5 separate regions of the Mus musculus genome follow, and regions 1, 3, 4 and 5 are each linked to region 2. Evidence: chromatin contacts called from public HiCAR-type, capture Hi-C and promoter capture Hi-C data. All regions are on one chromosome and are shown on one strand. The core of a region is the stretch at or near the end of the contact, and the rest is flanking DNA. Distances in the headings are between cores, read along the strand shown.

Region 1 (3,379 bases), core at 389-2,888, 1.8 Mb before region 2:
GGTTTTGCTCTTTTGAGACAGGGCCCCACACTGTAGTCCGGGCTGACCAGCCATTCCAGGCAATCCTCCTGTCTCAGTCTCCCAAGGGGTTAGGATTACAGGTGTGTTCCATTCCTTGATTACAAATACAGCCATCTTACACAGTTCAATACAGAGTATCTGCTATGCATGGAACTCTATGGTCAAATGTACAGAAAGTGGTAGGAAGATGCCATCCTGGGAGGTAGTCAAGGCAGGTTTTTCTAAGAAAGATAAGTACATTGAAGCTGAGTCCTGCTGTTTGCACTGTAGGCTATGGAGAAGCAGGGCCAGGCTTTCCTGAAAGAGCCAAAGGAAGACAGAGAGAGGTAAACCTGAACTGGGGAGTTTAAAAAAAAAAAAAAAAAGAAGGCCACCACACACTAGGAGCAGGCGCAGAGAGTGTGACACAGTAGGAGTCCCGGTGGGGGTGGGGAGCAAGCAGGAGGAGGCGCGGGCAGGAATAGGAGGCTTGGATTTTCAGAGTGTCAGGACAGAGTCATGGAGGGTAGGGTCTAGGCAGGAAGATGAATGGTGACGTTAGTTGGCAAGGTCTCTAGAGGATCCCCGGTAGCTGCTGCCTGGGGAAAGATCGGTGGCGGGGCAGCATCATGTGTGTGTGTGTGTGTGTGTGTGTGTGTGTGTGTGTGTGTGTGTGTAGGTTTGGAGATAGAAGTGGGCCTGAACTGCCTGCCTTCCGACTGCTGTACTCACTGGGATGCTGGCCGCTTGGGTTTAAAGCCTAAGCTGTTAGTAGTCACTCAAGGAAGTAAGGGTCCCGAACTTATTGAGGAAAGAGAGAGACAAGGGAAACCCTGAAGGGCCGCGGGAGTAAGTCATTGACAGAAGTTTGAAAATCGGTACTTTCTTCCAAGAGGACTAGAGTTTGAAGCCCCTAGCCTAATCTAACGGGGGCATAAAGGCCGCAGGGTCTCAGTCCCGGGGACGCTGCCTAGACCTAGCAAGACACTAAAAATCCAGTCTTTGCCCTTTTCGCTGAAGACCCGGGAGCCGGGAACCGCAGGAATTCAGCCCCCACCCCGACTCCGCCCCCCCGAGTCCCGGCGCCCCCTAGCGGTACTCCAACCTGGGCTCCCCCGGGGACTCCGGCCCCAGTGACCCCGGGATCCTTTAGATTCCCCAGGGTACCGCCTGTCCCTCCCGGGCCACAGCGAGCCGCGACCCCCGCGGGCCGCTCAGTGAGCCCGGCCTTCCCTCGCTTCCGGAAGGCAGCGGAGGCGGCTCCTCCCGGAGCGGCGGCGGCGGGGGCGGGTGAGTCACGCAGCCGGAGCCAGGGAGCCGGCGCCTCCGCCCCCTTCTCGGGCTCCGACGTGATTCACCCAGCCCGGCCCGGGCGGGCGACACATACAGGCCCTGGGCGCTCGATCCCGGTCAGCCCCGGCCACCATCTACCTAGCTGAGGTATCGAACACCCTAAAGAACCCGGCCCCCCGTACCCCCGTCTTTCCCCACCAGGCCCCTTCATTTACATACACAGATCACTCGCGGCCAATCAGAACGAAGAGGGAGCCACACGCAGCCAATCAGGAAGCGGCTGCCGTAGCATCGCTAGCTTGTTCTGCTCCAGCAACCGACACCTGGGACGGTAGGCGCAGTTCTGACTCCGGCGCACGACTCCAGACACTCGACTATCCCTAGTTCCCGCCCACTCGCGTGGCAGCCCCGCCCTGCAGCTCAGGGATCGGCTCTCGTTGGTGGTGGTGGGCGGAGCCTGAGCGGGGCCGTTCCAGAAGGAGGGGGGAGGTTGTCCCTAAAGCGCATGCCCAGGAGGACTGCCTGAGCGAAGGGACAGCTCTGGTAGCGATTTCCCTTGTGGGGCGATGACAGGTAGGGGTTTTGTACTTTAAAAAGTACAGGCCTGTCACTTCATGTGTTATTTTAGAAAACTGTATGACTTCTGGAAGAGGACCTACTTCTTGAGAGTTACAAAATTAACAGTTTTCTCAGTAGGGCTTAGGATACTGGACTCAATACAGTGAGACAACTGGATTCTACTATGATTAAAGACGGGAGTAAGGGGGGGACGGAACGACACCAGAGTCACGTCCTGGGCATCAGTTCCGGAGGAGCTGTGTGACTTTGGGCAGCAGTTTAAGTCCCTGAAAATAATTTCCTGCGGGGCGTGGTTGTTCACACCCATAACCCCAGTATGGGAAAACTAAAGTATGGGGGATTGCTTTGAGTTTGCAGCCGGACTACTTAGTGGATTTGAATCCAGCCTGGACCTCAGAGTGAGATCCTGTCTTAAAACAAAACAAAACAAAACAAAACAAACTAGCAAAAAAAACCGACGAACTTTTTTTTTTTTTTTTTTTTTTTTTTGCGACAGTTTCACTAACTTGCCCAAGTTAGCCTGGGAAACAGAGCAACCAACCCTCCTCAGCCTGTCAGTGACTGGAACCAGAGACTTATGCCACACCTAATATTCTTTTTTTTTTTTTTTTTGGTTGTTTGGTTAGTTGGGTTTTAGTTTAGTTTTTGTGTATGTTTTTGTTTGTCTCTTTGTCTTGGTTTTGGGTTTTCGTTTATTTTGAGACAGGGTTTTTCTGGGCAACAGCCATGATTGTCCTGTAACTCAATCTATAGACCAGGCGGCCTCTAACTCAGAGATTCACTAACCTCTGCCTCCTGAGAGCTGGGGTTAAAGGCCTGCGCTCCACACCTGGCCTTCAGCTATTCTTAAAATATGTTTGGAAAGGTACAGTTTAGTGAAAGAGTGCTTGCCTCACATTTCAGCATGTTAAACACCTGCACTTGGTTACAGCACTGAAAAATAAAATAAAGTAAAATAGCCTGATGATTTACTAAGAGTAGAACATTAAGGGCTGGAGAGGTGGCTCAGTGGCTAAGAGTACTTGTTGCTCTTGCAGAGGACCAGGCTCGGCTCCTGGTTCAGGTTCAGTTCAGCACCCACATGGCAGCTCATGACTGCCTATAACTGTAGTTTTAGAAGATCCAACACCCTATTCTGACTTTCTCAGTCACTCGATACACGTACTACATAAACAGCCAAACAAGCACAAACACAAATCCAAACAGTAGAATGCTGGGCTGAGGAGGTGGCTCAGTGGGTAAAGACACTGGTGCTGCTAAGTGACAAGCTGAGTTCTGTCTCCAGGGCTACAGAGAAACCATGTGTGGAGAAACAAACAAACAAACAGTCAATCAACAAAGAGCTAGTCTGTGAAGCTGGAGAGGTGGTTAAACTGTTAAGACTACTGTCTGGTCTTCCAGAAGACATGGGTTTGATTCCTAGCACCTACATAGGAGTCCCAACAATATAATTCCAGATGCCCTATTCTGGCTTTTGTGGGTTCCAGGCACATATGTGGTACATAGG
Region 2 (3,515 bases), core at 259-2,758:
AGCTGGGGGTTGTGACAAGAGCCTGTATCCAAAGGTATGCATACCACTTACAGTGCCCCAGGACCTAGGTGCAACATGGCTAGACACCAGGAGGGAGTAGATGCAAGGCTGAGGGGGGACCATGTCGGTGCCTAAAAGATACTTGTCACTGGGCTGTGGTGGCACGCTCCTTTAATCCCAGCACTTGGGAGGCAGAGGCAGGTGGATTTCTGAGTTCCAGGACAGCCAGGGCTATACAGAGAATCCCTGTCTGGGGGAGGGGGGAAGGGGAGGAGAGACACTTGTCAAGTTGCTCTAGGAGAAGGTAAGGAGGGGTCCTTGTCCCTAGCCTGGGAAATGCTGCTCTTGGCATATGTGTGTTGGGCAGCATCGCCCTCTGCTGGCCATTCCTGGTGATGCAGCTGGGTTTTTACCAGGCCATTCCCCAAATGTCGGGAATGCTTACCAAGTTCTAACTCTTCCAAACCTGTTTCAAGATTAATGCACCACCTTCCTCGTTGTGATCTCCAGTTCCTTTCCTTGGTTCCCTACCCCAAACCTTATGGGTTCCAAACACCTCATAGGGCTACGAAGCCCTTTATGATCTGACACTGACACGTGGCCTCCATTTTTTTTTTTGAGTCTGGGTTCTCTGGCTGCCCTGGAACTCGCTCTGTAGACCTGGCTGGCCTCGAACTCAGAAATCTGCCTGTCTCTGCCTCCCAAGTGCTAGGATTAAAGGTGTGCACCACCACTGCCCAGCTTCCAATAATCTTTTATTTTTTGCTTTCTTGAGAAAAACTTGCCATGTAACCCTGGCCGGCCTTATTCAAGACAAGATTTCGTCAAACCCTCAGTGATATCCCTGCCTCTGTCTCCTGAGTGCTGTATGCTCTGCATAGTAAACAGTTAACAGCACCCAGAAGTACCTTTGTCAGCAAAACTGCCTGAAGTACTTCCTAACTCCTGCCCATGCCTTTCAGGTCTCATCTGGGGGCTTTATCCCTGCCAGAAAGTCTCTGACCCTGCCTGTGGTGAGCAGGTCCTTCCCTTTTACACAGCGAATTCCTCATATCTGCAGGTTTCCTTCTTGTTTGGAAACACAAAGGTTCTCCCCCCAATTTAATCTCATGCCAGCCCTACAGGCTGGATGTGATGATAGAAGGAAGTCAAATCTACAGAGAGCACAAAGTTGGATGAGATGGTTCGGCGGTTAAAGATGCTTGCTGCCAACCTTGACTGAATTTTATCCACACTCCCATAAGTTGTCTTCTGACCGCATAAGTATTTTTAAGAGGACTCGAGGGTCTATGCGATAGGGCCAATACAACCACTCCAAATATTAACACACGAGGACCTCAAGTTAGAGTAGCGATCAAATGACACACGGTCCCCGCTGACTTTCCCATTTGATAGGTTTAAGATCCATCAGCGGGGCTACGCATGCGCATAAGAGAAGGCCCGCCTTTGACCCGGAACTTTGATGCTTGGGTGCCGCATAAAGACGCTTGCGTAACCGGAAGTACCTGCGGGTACCTAGGGTCCAGCCTGGCTTCCGGAGCCCGCTGTGGCGGTTACTGTGTTGAAGAGACCTGTTATGGAGGCGGTGGCAGCTGCAGAGGTGACGGAGAGGAAGCCGGATAATGGTGAGACGTTTGCCAGGCTCAGGTGACCGGAGGGTGCTCTTGCGGTGTGACCAGGAAATGGTTCCGGCAAGCGCTGAGGACTCTAGGAAGTCTGACCGCCGCTTACTGGCACTTTCAACACTTGGTCCACCTTGTGGGTCTGGTTATTCGGCCTTGTAGCAGGTTGACGTTTCCCTTCTTCTTTGAAATGAACCCCTTTCCATGTCCTAGGCTAACCCACTTTTTTTTTTACCATGCCAACGCTTCAAGCAAATAACAACTCTCCTGCAGATTCTTCCAGTCTCAGACCAACCTTTCTCAAGTTAACATCATTTCTGTGCCAACCTGAGTTTCTCCGTATCCCAAGCTAGCTCTCCTCTTGTCCCATGAAAGCTCACATCAAACCAACAGCCCCCATTGCATTCTAACCCTTCCTGACCCCAACGTCTGCCTCTTTAGGTCCTAAAGTTCTCATTCCGCCCCTTTAGGTCCTTTCTCCCTCGCACCTTCAATGCCTTTTACTTTGCTACTGACTTCCTACAAGTATTGGCTTGGGGGGGCGGGGGCGGGGGCTTTTGTTTTGTTTTGTTTTGGGGTTTTGTTCACAGCCTTTTATTATTGCCAAGGTCAGCCTCCAAATTGCTGTCCTCCAATCCCAGGTCCCAAGGTACTGAGTTTACAGCCCTGTGCCACCACGCCTGTCTTTAATGTTTCATAGTAGTCTGATGTGCGATGACAACTTGGAACTGGGAGTTACTGAAGCTGAATAGCAGATTATGAATGTAGAGGCAGAGGTGTGTTCTAGTGTGTGTTTCAATCTTTGATAATCTCCAATTGTGGTGATTTATATCTGTAACCCCAGCACTTGGGAGACTGAGGCAGGAGATTACCCTTAAGTTTGAAGACATCCTAAACTACATAGTGAGTTCCAGACTACAAAGTCAAACCCTGTACTATGAGGCCCTGCTTCAAAGTATATATATTAACATTTTCTGTAACAAAATTGTATGTATCTTTTAAACTTTCTGGTGCTGGGCCTCAAGCCTTACAAATGCCAATCACATTTGCTACCATGAAGCCATAAAAGAGAATCTGGGGCAAGATGTGGTGAAATGGGCCTATAGTCAGGAGCCTAGAAGGTTCAAAGCCAGGGATTAAGGCCGTAGCTTATTAGTGGGATGTTTGCATAGCATGCCTGAGGCCCTGGGTTCAATCCCCAGCACCATCTAAACTGTGTGTGGTAGAGCAGGCCTGTCCTCCTAGCACTGCCAAGACACTGCTCATAATTTTCTTACCCATCACCTACTACAGCGTGCTCTCCACCCTGAACTTGTTCCAGTCAGGTAGGATCCCCAGGGACGTCCATTCATGGCTATTCAATCTACTTGATTAGAGTTTTGTTGTTTTGTTACATTCTCATTGTTATTCATTCATTTGTTTGATTGTATATTTATTTATTTGAGGTGGGGTTTCACCCTGTAGCCTAGGCTGACCTAGAACTCACTATGTAGTCTAGCCTGGTCTAAAACTCATGAATCATTCTACCCCAGCCTCCTGAATGCTGGGGCTATTTGTGTGTGTGTGTGTGTGTGTGTGTGTGTGTGTGTGTGTGTGTATGCATACATACATACCTGCCCAGCATCCAGACTGTTTTCTTACTATACTGCTTCCAGCAGCCAGTGCCAGCCACCTGGCACAGTTGCCTTATGAGAGAAACAATATGCACTGCTTCCCTTCTGTTTCTCAGGCTGCTCTTTCTTAGCTCTTCCAACTGCTATACCAAAGACCAGAAACTGGGTGTTTGGTTTTTTGTTGTTGTTGTTTCCTTTTCGGTTTCTCGAGACAGGGTTTCTCTGTGTAGCCCTGACTGTCCTAGACTTGATTTATAGACCAGGCAGTACTCGAACTCAC
Region 3 (3,277 bases), core at 407-2,906, 2.0 Mb before region 2:
TTACACTCCCACCGCTCTTCCAGCATCATTTCCATAGCAGTGATACGCGACCTCACCAGCAGACGAATGGACCAAGCACATGGAGGATGGGGCTCACGCACAGTGAATCATTTACTACAAAATGGATGCACACATGCAATACGCTAAAGAGGAAGGCAAGCACGGGGGATGGTGATGGCTCAGGGGTTGAGAGCCACTATGGCTTTTCCAGAGGACCGAGTTCAGTCTCCTGACAGCTACAGTGCCTGGAACTCAAGCTGCAGGGAAGCCTATAGCTCTGGTTTCCAGAGGCACCTGTGGTCATGGACACATAACCCAACATACATAACTTTGAAGACAAATACTTCATCTTTAAACAAAAGACAGACCCCCATGGTCTCAGTCATGTAGAATCTGAAGCTGTTTTCTCCTAGGAACAGTAAGATGCCGGTTACTGGGGTTTGAGTGGCGGAGGCTGGATGTGCAGCATCGGGGTCGAGAGTGGGAGGTAGATCTATACCATAAGCGAGAGAGTTGGGAGATGTGTCATGAAACATGGTGACTGGGATTAATAGTTTGTAAAGTCTTAGAGAGTAGATGGCAAGTGTACTCGTGACAAAAATATAAGTTAGATGAAGTCCTTCAGTGCTATCACTTTCCCACTCCCGAAATCCTCACAAGCGAACAGACCATCTATCGACTGCATTCTTTTCCTGTCTTGTGATGCCATGGAAATAGAAATCAGATGTAGAACAGCAGCGTTTGAAAGCCCTAATGCTAACCTCTGTAGGTCCCTATGGAAAACAGCTTGGGAAAAAGATGGGATTGTCGACAGAAGACATCAAGGGTCACTGAAATGATAATGTGAATACTAGCTGGAACGGGAGGGGACACTAAGGACAATAGTGCAGTTGTAAATTTGCATGCTCCTGCTTCATTTCCTAACAATTCTATATTCTAAAACTAAAACCTCAGTTCTCAAACCGAAAAGAGCACTCACTCTTGAATCTTAGATGGGTAGCGATAATATTTTCATTATTCTCCAGCCTCCCTCTTGAATAATGGCCTAAGCAGGGAACCCGAGTATACATGAGATCGCAGACTACATTTGAGAGCATCCTCAGTGAGAACTTTCCTTCTCTTCCCTCGATATTCAGATTCGGCAGAGCTCTGAGACAGTCACGGAGCTCAACAAGTACCCTCCCTCCTAGACGACACCCCCGTCCTTAAATTATAGCCCTAAGCTCAAGTCTGAGCCTCGGGGAAAGCTTCCCTTCAGACCCCGCACCTGACCTCCCCTTACTGAAGCTTGGTCCTCTGCTTTAGTCCCTGTGTCCCTGAGAGAAAGCAGGAGCAGACAGCGACAAGCAAAGAGACACAGATTATGCAGAGAGCTCAAGGTGTGTATACAGTTAGACACTGACAGACACACACGCACATACACACACGTACACACACCACAGTTCCTACACGCCCACACATCAACACCCATTCGCCACACCCACACCCGCCTGCGGTCTCCCGCCTTACTCTGTGGAGGCCAACCAGTGACTTCTGATTCCCACCTGACCATCCGGGGTAGCTCCGCCTGCACACCAGAAGTTATCTACTTCCGACCCTATGCTGCCTGGGAAATGTAGTCCCCTTGTCCCAAACTACAAGAAATATAATGCTTCATAGTTCTGGGATATCCCAGCATGCAACCTGGGCCAGCCCATCTGGCAGCTGCGCCCTGTGCTTTGTGGGAGTTCCCAGGGATGGTGCCCTTCTCTCTCTCTCTCTCTCTCTCTCTCTCTCTCTCTCTCTCTCTCTCTCTCTCTCTCTCTCTCTCTCTCTCTCTCTCTCTCTCTCTGTGTGTGTGTGTACTTCCGGGTTCTGTGAGTAACTGGGTTTCACCCCTGTGGAGAAGACAGGTGAGCCTAAGTTTTAAACGCAGGCTAGGAAGTAAAATTGGATCGAGATGTAATTGAATACGCTTTGCCTGAGACCCACTGCAGGGTTCCACCTCGCTGTGCTCTGGTGGGACTTTGTCAGTGTTCTGGGTTTTTCTGAACGATCAAAGAAAGAGGGACACTGCAGAATGAATTTAGGCTTCCCAGAAGCAGAGGGATCCATTCTGGTGAGCTGAACTAAACGGCTAACAGCTTCGCAGGAGGGCTTTTGTGATTGTTACACAAAGGACCTTTTAGCAAGTCAATTCCCGCATACCCAAATCTCATATCAGATCTCAACGAACCATAAGGTAAGTAAACAGAATCATAAAAATTCCAAGTTAAAAAAAAAAGAAGAAGAATTCCAGGTTTGCCGGGAAGACAGCTTATGGGAGTCTGAACTTTTCTTCACAGCAACCAGAAGCCACAGTATACACCAGCTTCAAACACCTTGTTCCCAGCCCCCATTTGCCTAAGATGGCATATCAAATCTTCAGTATGCGCCTGTCCTGCTGAGGAAGTTGTTGAACATGTCCCGTTACACAGCGGCATTGTGGCTGTCCCTTAGTCTGCTCAGGACACCCGATGAAGAACCCTCTTTAGCGCTCAGATTTCACATCCTCGGTTGGACCAATAGGCCATCTACAGAGCCAGATCTATGGGGAAACCGTGCATCTGAAACCCACTATACAGACAGTGCTGTGGCCACAAAGGCACCGGCTGCTGCAGTCGGGAGCTCACGGAAGTCTCCATCCCACTAAGCCCACGGGAGCACCTGAGTTTGAGATGAACTGTGGTCAGAATGGTTTTGTGCCCCGTGGAAAGGTTATCCTTGGGGTTTTCAAATGGTCATTTCTCTGCCCTCACCTCTTGTTTCTATCTGAAAATGACATTGTAATACTTAGATTTTTTAAAAAAAACTCTCGTGTTTCAAGTTCTATAAACAAAATCTTACCATTTGTTCTCTGCCCTGACAATAAATGCAGATTGCCCAAAGGCTGGGCAGAGAGAAAACAGGGCAGCACGTCTCCCAGCCAGGGGGAGGAATGAGAGAGGGAGTTTCAGATCACCAGGAGGAGGAGAGGGTCTGAAAAGATGCCATGAGAAAAAAACATCTGAATCCCAAAGAACCAGATCTGTGATAATATGCAAGCAACGTGGGATGGAGCAGGTAGCCAGATTAGGATTAATAGATCAATAATTGCCCAGATTAGGATTAATAGATCAATAATTGCCCAGATTAGAATTAATAGATCAATAATTGCCCAGATTAGGATTAATAGATCAATAATTGCCCAGATTAGGATTAATAGATCAATAATTGCCCAGATTAGGATTAATAGATCAATAATTGCCCAGATTAGGAT
Region 4 (3,150 bases), core at 60-2,559, 1.3 Mb after region 2:
GATCAGCCTTGTATGGGCCTCAACAAGGCCCAGACCCCCAGTGGTCTGTCTGATAACACTTACCCAAAGGCTAACACTGAGAACTGTCTCCCATGTGTGCGTACGTGTGTGTGCGTGTGTGTGTGTGTGTGTGTGTGTGTGTGTGTGTGTGTGTAGGTTGGGGGGAGCTGGGGGGAGGACGATATCACACTAGCTCAGGTTTCAGGGGTACAGACCCCCCATCTACCTCCATCACATCCAGGGGTCCAGACCCAGCCTTCTTCTCTTAGACCTTAAGAAGTGTAAGACCTCAGTTCTCCTCCCTTAGACCCAGGAGTCCAGACCAGCTCTCTTCTCCCACACCCAGGGGTGCAGACCCCAACCTTTCTCCCTCACACCCCAGCTCTCCTCTCTTCTTCACACCCCGGGGTGGAAGATGCCAGCCTTCCTCCCTCATGCCCAGGAGTATAAGATCTCCTAGCTTTGCTCTCTAACACTCAGGGGTGTAAGACCCCAGTCCCCTTCCCTCACACTCAGGGGTGCAGACTCCAGCTCTCTTCCCTCAGATCCAGGGGATCAGACCCCAGCCCTCCTCCCTCAGACCCAGGGGTCCAGACCCTAGCCCTCCTCCCTCAGACCCAGGGGATCAGACCCCAGCCCTCCTCCCTCAGACCCAGGGGTCCAGACCCCAGCCCTCCTCCCTCACACCCAGGGGTGCAGACCCCAGCCCTCCTCCCTCACACCCAGGGGTGCAGACCCCAGCTCTCTTCCCTCAGACCCAGGGGTGCAGACCCCAGCCCTCTTCCCTCAGACCCAGGGGTGCAGACCCCAGCCCTCCTCCCTCACACCCAGGGGTGCAGACCCCAGCTCTCTTCCCTCAGACCCAGGGGTGCAGACCCCAGCCCTCCTCCCTCAGACCCAGGGGTGCAGACCCCAGCCCTCCTCCCTCACACCAGGCTCCCCGTCCCTTCCCTGCTCGGTGGAAGGCCCCACTCACCTTGCAGCCCAGGAACCACAACATCTCAGCGTGCAGAACCATGAGTCCGATGCCAGTTCCCGCCAGCACCAACGCCCAGCCGGCCACCCTCTTCTCCTGCTCCAGCAGGCGCTTTCTCCGTCTCAGGGCCCCCAGGCCAGTCACCAGCTCCCCGCCCATGGCCCCTGAGGTCTTGGGGCTCAGCCAGCTTCCTGCCCAGGGTCCCCCACCTCTCAGTACGCAAATGGCAGCCAGCTTGGCTTCCAGGCCAGCGGCCTGTTCTGCTCACTCTGGGACTTTTGCTGGAAGGCACAGCCTAGCCCTGTGCCCTCTGGGGAGTGGTAACTGCAGCAGGCAGGGCAGGGCGGGGAGGGACGGGGAGGTCCCTGGGTAGGGGGAGGCTGGCTATCCCATTCCCTTCTAAGACTAAGGAGGGGCTGGGGTGTGTCTTGTGGTCCCGGGCAAGGAAGAAGAGTTCATCCACGTGGGCAAAGACACACTGACACAATAGGTTGTGACTCTCCAACCGTTTGCACTCTGTGGTACACACCTAAAACCCCCACCACACCCAGACACCACAGAGCACCCTATGACAGACCGGAGACGGAGCCCAACACACCAGCACACACCACACAACCTCCACAGAAGTGACTCACACTCCTGAAAGTTCAGAAACCCACAGCCACACCCAGACACCACACACACACATGGTGTGACACACGCCAGCACTTAGCAGGGCAGCAGCGTCCCATTGCACACGGGGCCACCCAAAGGTTGAGCTCACGCAGTCACACATTCAAAGTGGGGCGGGGGAGGGGCTGGAAAGTCAGGCACAGCGAGTGAAAGTGAGCGCTCCTCTCCAGAGGAGTATAACTTCCGTTTCTAGCACCTACTTGCTGGGTGGGTGGCTTGAAACCACCTGTAACTTCAACTCCAGGAGATGACGCCCTTTTCCTGGTTTTTGGGAGCCCCTGACACATGTGGCTGATATTCACATACATGCATGCGCATAAAAAAAAATAAATCTTAAATGATAATTTTTAAGTGGGACCAGGGATGGAGTGCAGCTGTTAGTGGGCTCCTTTGAATCACAGACTCTCTGAGGTAGATCCCAGCATGGCATAAAGTGGGCAATGGTGCATGCCTGACTCTTGGTACTAGGAAACTGGGGCCAGGAGGATCAGCAGGTCTCAATCATTGTCAACTATGAGTTCAAGGTCTGCCTGGGCCACATGAGACCCTGTTTCCAAAACCAAAACCAAGTAAAACACTATAATATTCTACGATACAAAGAGCTAAGCATCAACGACCACACGGGACATGTACCAGGAGCCACACAAATACACAGCAGGTCTGAGCACACCAATTTGTAAGAATCACCAGGCACAACACACATGCGTCAACAGACACACAAGGGGGTGTGAATGTGAAACACAGAGAGATGCCCCATATGTGTAAACACCTGTGGTGGCAGACACTGTCATCCAGCGCCCAGAAAACAGGAAATGCACACTAGCTCACATCATTGTGTGTGGGACTCACACACACACACACACACACACACACCTGACATTGATCCTGACATACACTGGTGCACTTGACACTCTGCATACCTTAGCACAGAGAACAGTCAATGGAAGTGTGCAAGCAACGCCTACCCAGCGTTGGACATTCTAGGACATTCTAGCCACACAGGACACAGTCCAGGATGATATGAACCCTTTGGAGGGGATGGGGTTGGATTCGGACCCACAAGAACACCAACGTCCAGATTAGCACACCATCAATCCAACATCACGCACAATACACATACCCGTTATACTCCCATGTGCATGGCCACACAAACACCACACTCAGGGAAGAGAAAGGCCCTCAGCGTGGGCATATATCCTGATATAAGTAACAGAGCTATTTCACTGAGTCAGACTGGGTGTTACATGCACATTTACACACACACACACACACACACACACACACACACACACACACGCCACGAATGCATGCTCAAGCACAAATAAGACTAAAATAAAACAAGTAGTTAAAAAAAAAAAACCGTAGGTGCACAGGCACATACCTGCAACCCCAGCCCTGAGTGGGGAGATGATGTAGTCAGATGGGTGGAGCCATTCTAATCGAATCAGTGAGTTCCTGTTGGTGTGAAAGACGAAGTTTCCAAAAAATGAGGTGCAGGACTA
Region 5 (3,161 bases), core at 134-2,633, 1.2 Mb after region 2:
ACCTCAGCCCTGCCTTTGCTCACCAGCAGCCTCCCCATGATGGATTCCTGGGCAAAGTAACTTGACCCACCGCAGGGGAGTGTCCCATGGTGGATATAAGAAACACAGGGTTCTAAGTGTGAGCATTCAGGTGACATTTCCTGACCTTGTCCCCAGCCTCAGGGTCACCGTGTCTTGGGTGGGGGCTGGGGGGTCCTCCAGATTCCCATAGTGAGTGAGAAAGACATGTGGATGTCCTGGAGGGGGCTCTTCTGTGAAGTGTGGCTTGGATGTGTGAACGGGTGGGAGGGTTTGGGGGAGACATTTGTGGAATCCACGTGTGTGCTCACATGCCAATGTTCCCTATATGCCACTTCACACATCTATACTGTCACTGCCCTGCCTGACACCACTCTTCTCCAGGAGCGAGGAGGGATACAGAGATGGGAAAAGGAGGATGGAGGATGCATGGAGAGAGGAAGCAGATTTGGGGGAGAGGGAGACAGTGGGGTAGAGAGGAGAAAGGAGGCAGCTAGGCAACAGAGGCTGCTAGAGAAATGGGAGAATGATAGGGGACAGAGAAGGGAAGAGATACAGGATGTCAAGGAGACGGGGAGAGAGATGGTGAATGGGGACATAGAGGGACGACAGCAGCACAGGAGGCGGCAGAGTGAATAGAGGATGGGGGGCAGGCAGAGTGACCCAGGAAAAAGGGACAGAGGTGGGGGACAAAGGCGGCGTGGAGAAACGGGAAGGGGGAAACAAGGAGAAAGGAGGACAGAGGGAAGGAAGGACAGGACTTGAAGACTGAGGGACAGAGGACAAGGGCTGGGGGAAAATGAGAGAGAGAGAGAGAGAGAGAGAGAGAGAGAGAGATCTAAAGACTAGGACCGAAGGACAGTGGGACCGGCCTGGAGAAGGAGGGCTTGGGGACATAGGGGGAGGGAGGGTCTCGGGCCCTTTGTCCCCGCGGGATCGGGGCCTGTGCGGGGTGGGGGGGCTGCGGCACGGCGGCCGGGGCCCGCGTCCCCCCTCCCCTGCCCGCGGCTCTGGGCTCCTGGCCCGCGCTGCGCTTTGTCCCGGGGACGAGGGTCTCCCGCAGCCCCCCCCCCCCACGCAGCGCATTGTTCCGGCCTCTGCAGGCCCCCAGGCGACCCAGCTGTCACAGCGACGAGACCCCCTCCCCAACCCGACCGCAATACGCACACCTCCCTCGTCACCCCGATCCAGCCCACCGACCCGGCCCCCACCTCCGTCACCCTACCTGGCCCCGCCGCGGCCGCCCACAGCAGCAGCAGCGGCCACTGGAAGCGCCGGGCCCGGCCCATGGTGCCGCCGCCGCCGCCGCCACCGCCGCCGCCACCGCCGCCGCCGCTCGCTCCCGGCCCGGCACCTGCACCTCCCGCGCCGTCGACCCCGCCCCCGAGTCCAGTCCCGCCCTCTGCTCCGCCCACTGCGCGCCTTGGTGGGCGTGGCGTCAGCTAAGGGGCGGGGACCGGACGGGGACAGAGGGGCCCAGACAATGCGGGGAGAGGGAGGACGGGAGCGCGGAAGGGCGCGCACGGGGGTGGGAGAGCAGGACAGCATGCGGACCCGGGCGCGAGGGCAGGGCGTGAGCGTGACGGCGTCGTGGGAGCCAGTGGGGGAGGACTTGGGAGAGCGGAAGGTCGTGAGGGTCGTGTGAAGGTGCAAAGGTGTGCGTGCGTGTGCGCGCAGGCGTAGCCTGGACTAGCGGAGCTCCCTAGAGGACGCTGCACGGGAGACACGGGGAAGATGCGCAGGAGATGCACCGGAGTGTGCGCGGAAGATGCACGAGAGATGCGTGGGAGAGGCGCGGGAGATGCACGGGGGAATGTATAGAAGACACACGGGAGATGCGGGGAAGATGCACGGGGGTTGTGCAGAAGCTGCTTGGGAAACCCATAGGGGGTGCGTGGGAGATGCTTGGGAGATGCGCGAGAGGGCGATGCTCGGAAGCGCGCGAAGGTGCGGGGTGCTGGCGTGTGCTGTGAGTGTGAGCTTTGGGGGAGAGGAGTGTGATGATGCCACAGTGAATGTGGGCAGGGAAAGACTGAGAGGCTGGGCAGCAGCGGGTGGCTGAGCAGGTATGGACTTCTTTGGGCAGGGCATAGAATAGTGTCCGCTCCCTCCCTCTAGTCCTGACCATGACTCGCCAAGTTTCAGTCTTCTTTCCCTGGGAGGGGCCTCCAGAAAGCTAACCAGACTGGAAGGAAGTCTTAACCCTAGGCCCTGGGGAGAGCGAAGCCCCTGCCTGGGGCAATCTTCCAGGTATGGCATCCAGACGCTGTACTCTTTCCCACACTGTCCAGTCAAGTCTGTCTGTGTGACTCTGCCTTTCAGGTTCTGTTCCTCATCCTGGGGGGCTGACTCATCCCTCCAAACTTTGCTCTCTTTTTTCTTCTTGGGTGTGGGTTCCCCTGAACCCACCCCTGTGGCCACCTGAAGGCCTGGAGCAGGCTTATGACTCATAGGACCAAGAAGAGGAAGAAAGTGAGGTGCTGGTGGCCTCTGCCTCTCACAGGACTCAGGGACAGCAGGTAAACTGGGTCAACATATGCCCATTCTGAAAAGCTCGGCTTTTTATTTTCTCTCCATCACTTCTAAACTGTTGTATATCCAGGTCAACCAAGGGTCATCATCACATGACACACTTCCTGTCCAGTGCCTAGCTCCCAGCATCCTCTCTGTCTTTAGTCCCAAATTCATCAACTCTTATGTCAGGACCAAAACTCCTAGCATCTTGTTTCAAGGACCAAGGCTCCCAGCAGCCTCTCTGTTCTCTACCGTAGCTCCATATCCACCCACAGCTGTGAGCAGCTGCATTTCTTCCCAATTCTCGGCTCACCACGTAGATTAGGGGACGGAGTACAAAGCCGCTCATCTCTGTGATGCGAGCGAGGTGAGAGACTGTTTCGGGAATACTTGTTCAGGGTCTATTAACCGGTTTTTTGTTGCCAGTAACTTGGTGACAGAGATTGGATGAGTTCTGAAGGAAGCTTTACTTTGGCAAGCTCTCGGGAACTGCATCTGCCGAGGGCCTTTTTGTTGAGAGTCCTCAGGGTGTCACGTGGCGGGAGACAGAAAGCACACGTGTGTCTCCTGGTCTCTGCTCACCCAGCTGCCAGTGTTCAATCATGAGGGATCCACCCGGATGACTTCAC

The links. Promoter capture Hi-C pulls out the DNA fragments that hold promoters and counts their contacts. HiCAR-type assays count read pairs that join an accessible place to other places. Capture Hi-C pulls out chosen DNA fragments and counts their contacts.
Region 1: a contact with region 2 is called in a promoter capture Hi-C map of embryonic stem cells, with 4 times the contacts expected there. The contact joins the promoter of Sertad1 here to the promoter of Ccdc97 in region 2. A contact is called at or near these places in 3 of 39 promoter capture datasets (cranial neural crest, embryonic stem cells and frontonasal cranial neural crest) and 1 of 115 datasets of contacts at active chromatin or transcription factors (pancreatic cancer cells).
Region 3: a promoter capture Hi-C map of embryonic stem cells shows a contact between it and region 2, with 2.5 times the contacts expected there. The contact joins the promoter of Zfp607b here to the promoter of Ccdc97 in region 2. A contact is called at or near these places in 1 of 39 promoter capture datasets (embryonic stem cells) and 2 of 115 datasets of contacts at active chromatin or transcription factors (embryonic forebrain and microglia).
Region 4: a contact with region 2 is called in a capture Hi-C map of macrophages, with 5 times the contacts expected there. The contact joins the promoter of Kcnn4 here to the promoter of Ccdc97 in region 2. A contact is called at or near these places in 1 of 115 datasets of contacts at active chromatin or transcription factors (pancreatic cancer cells) and 1 of 9 other capture datasets (macrophages).
Region 5: a HiCAR-type map of astrocytes shows a contact between it and region 2, with 2.9 times the contacts expected there. The contact joins the promoter of Cadm4 here to the promoter of Ccdc97 in region 2. A contact is called at or near these places in 3 of 39 promoter capture datasets (the C10 cell line, cranial neural crest and hippocampal neurons) and 1 of 115 datasets of contacts at active chromatin or transcription factors (astrocytes).

What each region holds. Positions count from the first base shown.
Region 1 is chr7:27,485,212-27,488,590 of GRCm38.p6, reverse strand. Sertad1 (SERTA domain containing 1) reads right to left here and starts at 1,638. Exons shown (of 2, transcript NM_018820.4): 1 at 1,513-1,638. It overlaps Gm38972 (a long non-coding RNA gene), which reads left to right and starts at 1,631. Exons shown (of 5, transcript XR_881906.2): 1 at 1,631-1,866.
Region 2 is chr7:25,717,028-25,720,542 of GRCm38.p6, reverse strand. It overlaps Ccdc97 (coiled-coil domain containing 97), which reads left to right and starts at 1,508. Exons shown (of 5, transcript NM_028771.3): 1 at 1,508-1,625. The coding sequence starts at 1,577.
Region 3 is chr7:27,687,719-27,690,995 of GRCm38.p6, reverse strand. Zfp607b (zinc finger protein 607B) reads right to left here and starts at 1,656. Exons shown (of 6, transcript NM_001112731.1): 1 at 1,510-1,656.
Region 4 is chr7:24,368,422-24,371,571 of GRCm38.p6, reverse strand. It overlaps Kcnn4 (potassium intermediate/small conductance calcium-activated channel, subfamily N, member 4), which reads right to left and starts at 1,309. Exons shown (of 9, transcript NM_008433.4): 1 at 977-1,309. The coding sequence starts at 1,135.
Region 5 is chr7:24,480,245-24,483,405 of GRCm38.p6, reverse strand. It overlaps Cadm4 (cell adhesion molecule 4), which reads right to left and starts at 1,383. Exons shown (of 9, transcript NM_153112.3): 1 at 1,244-1,383. The coding sequence starts at 1,307.